2 separate regions of the Sus scrofa genome follow, and region 1 is linked to region 2. Evidence: chromatin contacts called from public Hi-C data. All regions are on one chromosome and are shown on one strand. Each heading gives the region's core, a stretch centred on a gene start, on an enhancer-like site or on the middle of the called end of the contact. The rest is flanking DNA. Distances are from core to core; before and after follow the strand shown. Region 1 has its middle 230 kb from the start of PLK2. Region 2 overlaps LOC102159433 (a long non-coding RNA gene).

Evidence for each region. A called contact is a pair of places that touch in the nucleus more often than the background predicts.
Region 1: a contact with region 2 is called in a Hi-C map of embryonic fibroblasts, with 1.8 times the contacts expected there. The contact joins two enhancer-like sites. A contact is called at or near these places in 2 of 47 Hi-C or Micro-C datasets (embryonic fibroblasts and epiblast stem cells).

What each region holds. Positions count from the first base shown.
Region 1 is chr16:37,071,963-37,074,662 of Sscrofa11.1, forward strand. No RefSeq gene overlaps it. Among named protein-coding and RNA genes, the nearest start is that of PLK2, 230 kb to the right of the region's middle. Within about 2 kb of position 1,404, at least 6 of the 83 cell types and tissues checked have an H3K27ac peak or open chromatin away from gene starts, as enhancers often do. A contact at or near this core is called in embryonic fibroblasts, where this site is marked.
Region 2 is chr16:36,845,658-36,848,373 of Sscrofa11.1, forward strand. The region is part of intron 3 of LOC102159433 (a long non-coding RNA gene); the gene reads left to right. Among named protein-coding and RNA genes, the nearest start is that of MIR9799, 110 kb to the left of the region's middle. Within about 2 kb of position 1,369, at least 5 of the 83 cell types and tissues checked have an H3K27ac peak or open chromatin away from gene starts, as enhancers often do. A contact at or near this core is called in embryonic fibroblasts, where this site is marked.

The DNA of each region.
Region 1 (2,700 bases), core at 154-2,653, 230 kb after region 2:
ACAACATGAAAGTGGTGAAACAGGAATTTGAACCCAAATCTGCCTAGCATGAACCTTGCTTCCGACCCCTTTTTTATACTGTTCCAGACAATGTTTGTTCTCAGACCATAAGCTCCTCCATGGTGGGGACTTTCATAATTTTTCTTAAATGCCCACAGCATGTAGCACAGACAAGCACATAGCAGGAGTCTAGTACAAGTTTGCAATTGTAGATTTGGCACCAACATGAGCTTGAAGCAGAATAGTGCCATAAGCAATGCAAATAGTCCCAGGTTTGGTTTTATTACATGAGTGATTATACAGCAAGTTGAAGAACCTATTTCAAAAGCTTTTATTTTGTGCCTTTAAGGGATGCCCAGTGGGTTAGGAAATTCTGGGGAATTCCCTTCAGTGTTTTGGAAAGATAACTATGGTAACCTCAGTCAACAAGTCATCTAGCTGATACAATGTAATCAGAAGAATTTACACAGTTAATGCCTTCAACCACAGCATTTACACAGTTTCAACATCTAACCAGTTGTTAATAAAATAATTCCAAATAATTCCACTCAAAGAGTGGTCTGTGGTTATATCCAGACCTTGGTGGGCTTGCTCCCTGCTGTCCGCAGCCAGCCCTTTGGGAAAATTGAAGTACTAGTCCGCAGAGCCTGTACCTGTACCTTACACTTGTTTAATAATGTTTAAGGATTAAAAGCCGTTTTTGAAAGCACACAGATGAATTTTATTAGCCATGCAGCAACATAAAATTTCTTAGCTCAGGACCTCTTCTAGTATAATATATCCCAAATCTGTGCCTCACCCAGAGAGGCACAGATGCACCCAAACATATTTTTCAGACATTCATGTACTTTGTGTTCACATGGTTGTAGAAGAGTAGACAACAGCTATCCCCAAATCTCTGAAAACTGCAGAGATGAGCTCATTGGTGAGGCTGTCGGTCACATACTACTGTTGGAGGTGAACTAGCCAAGCTCAGGTGTGGACACGCAGATAATGGGAGGGAAAGAGGGAAGGTGACATTGCTGAAAAGCAGGCTCTTGAGCGAAGATAAGGTTTGTAGAGAACCCCAGGCAATGGGGCAGGGTGGGGGGCATGTGGGAATATTTCCTGGCCCCATGTGCACATCCTGCTCTGTTTCTGAAGACAGTGTTTGGCACAGGGTAGGTGTGTGTGGGCTGGATGAAGCTGAGTTTTAGCTCACTGGCACAGAGTCCTCCTATAAAGTGGGCATATAACTGGGGCAAGAAATAAGCGGAATTATAAAGCTGGCAATGCTTTTTGAGTTCTTATTAAAATCAGGTCTACCCAGCGTACTTTTTTTTACTCTTCCTACTCGGCTCTCTGGGTCCGGATGTGGTTTCCTCAAGTGCCAGGATCTACCACTTTGGCCTCCAGGCTTCTATCCCCTGGAATCCTGCCAGAGTGAGATGTACCACATTCTTTCATATCCCATTCCCTCTGCTCCACGCTCTGGCTGGACTGCCAGTCTGACACCAGAGCTTCCCAACCCGTATGCCTGTGCACACCCTGAAGGGGAGGATGGTTGGAAGTGGTCATGGCCTCGGTTTCGGGGACAAGCAGGGTCTGGAGCATGGGGGCCATGTTCTCCAACACTCTCACCCCCCACAGCTTCTAAGAACAAGCAGCTTCCTCTATTGGCCCCAGAGAGTCATATAACTTGTCTTTTCTTTGAGTGTCCCGAGTGAGAAGATTCAGAGCCAGTGTTTGTTTTTTAAATTTTATTGCAATTGCATTGCTATACAGTTTCTAGGGTATCAGCCAATCACTTCCTTCATGCTATTTTCCCATCTAGGTTATTATAGAATATTGAGCCGAGTTCCCTGTGCTATACAATAGGTCGTTATTAGTTATCTATATATACTAATGTGCATATGTCAATCCCAAACTCCTAATTTGCCCCTCCCTCCATGTTTTCCCCTTGGCAACCATAAGTGAAATCTATTTTTTTTAAAAAAGATACAAATGAACTTATTTATAGAACAGAAACAGACTCACAAATCTCAGTCAAACAGAATTGCAGAGGTACTGTGAATTGCTGCCAATGTAATCAATGGAAGTAAATGCCTATCTGCAGCAGTTTTTAATCTTTGTTTTTTAATTTTATGGCCACACCCATGGCATATGGAAGTTCCCAGACCAGGGTTGAATCTGAGCTGCAGTTGTGACCTACACTGCACATGCAGCAACGCTGGATCCTGTAACCCACTGCACCAGGACAGTGATCAAACCCACACCTCTGCAGTGACCTAAGCCACTACAGTTAGATTCTTAATCCACTGCACATAACAGGAAATAGTTTTTAATCTTTGGCGTGCATCACATTCACTGCTGAGCTTTTTAAAAATGTGACGCTTATCTCCTACCCCCCGAAATTATAATTTACTCAGCATGGGGATTAGAGTCTGCGTCTTAATAAACAGTCTGTGCTAGCTTTCTGAATATTGTATTTATCAAGATAGATAAAGCATTTTTAGCAAATACTCCTCTAACTTGGCAGGTTTATTTCTTGCTCCTGGTCAACACACTTCTAACACAGATTGGCATGTGCATAGGGTGGAGGTATGGGAATCATATGGAGGAACCTGAGGCCCATGGAGGTGAACTTTCTCAAAATCAGAGAGTTGGAAGGATAGAGTTCTCACTCTATATACGACACTTCCCCCACTATTCCACACTGTA
Region 2 (2,716 bases), core at 119-2,618:
GCCTTAAAGCAATGTCATAGGAATGACAAAAGAGGGATTTTTTTTTTCCCCTAGGTTGAAAAGCCCCTTCCTTCTCCAAGGAATTATCCATTCTGACAGTTAGAAGCCAGGTTCAAGTCTCAGGATTTGAGAGACTCTCCTGTTGGAGAGAAAGAGCTCTGTTCACAGGCAGTGAGCTCCTGGACATTATTATGAAGACCGTCTAAATGCCCTGCACACCCCACCTCCCCCAGCCTTTTACTACAGCCCCTGGGTAGCCTTCTCCTGGGCTTTTGCCACCTTCGGTGGGAGCCTGTAGCTGTATGCCCATGTAACTGCAACGGATGGGACACATCTATAAGGAGAGACTACCAGCTGAAGTTTCACCATTTTTCCAAAAAGGCAAAACACATTCTTCTCCATTTGCCTTTGAATGGCCTGTAATAGAAACAGGGGACCAAAGCAGGAAATAATCTCCCCTCATTTAACCTGTGCTCCTGTGAACAATTGTTGTAGCTCATATTTCAGAGACTGAGTGTAACTCGTTTTGCCCTCTACTTATGGTCTTCCTCATATAGCAGCATTTGACAAGAGAATCAAAATAGGGTTATGTCAGTGGGTCTAGAAAGCCTTGCAGGAGTTGACCAAAACTTCTTCAGAGACTCTCTAGCATCCAGTTTTTTTCTGAGATAATTAGAGATTCTCTGAATCTACTTTAAGGAAAAAAATCTCTCCATTCTCTTAGGTAGATTTTGGTTCATTTATTTATTCATTCATTTATCAAGTGCCTACAATGTGCCAGTTGCTGTGATTTGTAAGAAAAGCATAAATGAAGATGTGCCAGGATTTGAATGGGAGCTCCCAATGTTGACTCCACAAATTCCTAAGGGTGAACGACTTTCAAGATGCTTGTGATCCTCCTAGGGTGTGTGTGTGTGTGTGTGTGTGTGTGTGTGTGTGCGCGCGCGCGCGCGCGCACGAGTGTGCATGCATGTGCCCATAATGTAATGAAAAAAATCCAAGATTTAAAACAATTCCTAAAGAGGTTAGTGTAAAACAATAGTTAGTAACCATTGCAGAGGCTTATATAAATAGATAATTAGAATACTACATTAAAATTGCTATGTAATAGTTCTACATACAGTATCATATGAACTCACAGGTGGAATTATCACAGTGGTCCCTAACACAAAGTTTAGGGAAGCTATAGAGAGAAGGTAGAGTTTGTGTCCCACCTGTGAAGGGTGAATAGGAATTTGCCAGGTGACTTGAAGAGAGGATAGAGAGACACCAGTGTACCCTGAGGGGCAGTTTACCTCGAGTCTGAGGCTACCCTACAAGTTGGAGCATGACTGGTATTTTTTTCACTGCAGCTTGACAAATGGGGCATGTTTTGCCATTAGTCAACTATTACAGGGGAAGGAATTCCCTAGGCATGCCCTGGCTGACCACAGATGGCTGAAAGCACATGCAAACAAAGATACAAGCTTGGTGTGGAATCATCAGAAAGATCTCAAATGCTTGGTGCTAGGACAAGGTTGCAGGAGTGTCTCACTTTAGCATAGCTGCTGCTGTGCAGCCCTGAGCTGCGCTGGGGAAGAGGTCCCACTGAGGTGTACAGAGCCCTGCGTGGAGGTCAGAGGAACTGGCCCTGATTCTGCACCCACCCAGCTGTCTGCTCACTTATTCCCTCCAGCCACTCCCTCCCCTTCTGCATCTCAGAGTCACCCTTTACTGAGAGCCTCTAAATCCCAGCTTCTGTGCTAGGGGAACTATCTGCCCTGTTTCATTGAACTCTCCCAACATGTTACAAAGAAAGATTTTCCAAATGGGGAAACTATAGTCAGAAAATCTTATTAATTACATTGAGGTCTTGCAGCTAAAAAAAGTGGTGATGCCAGCATGAGAACCATAGTCGTTCTGACTCCAAAGCCCATGGCCATTTTGGTTAATCTCATTCATTCCGGATAAGTCTCCATCTTGATAATTCAACAGAGTTTTAATTCTCATCATCCTGAGGCTATTGACTTATCAGTGAAATAGCAACTGCAAGTGTAATTTAACACTTAGTTCTGCAGAGCTATGTGGTAGGCATATTGCTTACCAGGGAAGTTACAGAGCTGAGCATTTCTGCAAGTGTGTCAAGTTTTGATGGTAATAACGAGAGTTTGATATGAAATTTATAGGTTATATTTGAAGCTAAGATTAAACTGTCTTCTCTTTGCTCCAAATAGTATCACTGAGATCTGATTGTACCTGATTATTTTATTTTATTTTATTTTATTTCATTTCATTTTAATTTAATTTTGCTTTTTAGGGCCGTACTTGTGGCATATGGAGGTTCCCACTCTAGGGGTCGAATTGGAGCTACAACTGCCAGCCTTCGCCACAGCCACTGCAACATCAGATCCGAGCTGTGTCTGCGACCTACACCACAGCTCACGGCAACACCAGATCCTTAACCCACTGAGTTAAGCCAGGGATTGAACCTGCAACCTCATGGTTCCTAGTTGGACTCATTTCTGCTGCGCCACGACAGGAACTCCTGAGAGTACCCTTAAAGGTAAATGAATTTCAAATTGCAGAAACAAATTTGAATAACTAATAAGAGTTTAATCTGAGAATTATTACTCTATCAGGATCTACTTATAAAGTACTCAATTTAACCATAGCACAATAAATTATAAGTCAAAAGTCTTTTTTAAGAGGAGGAGATTGCTTGGCCTAAACTGATAAG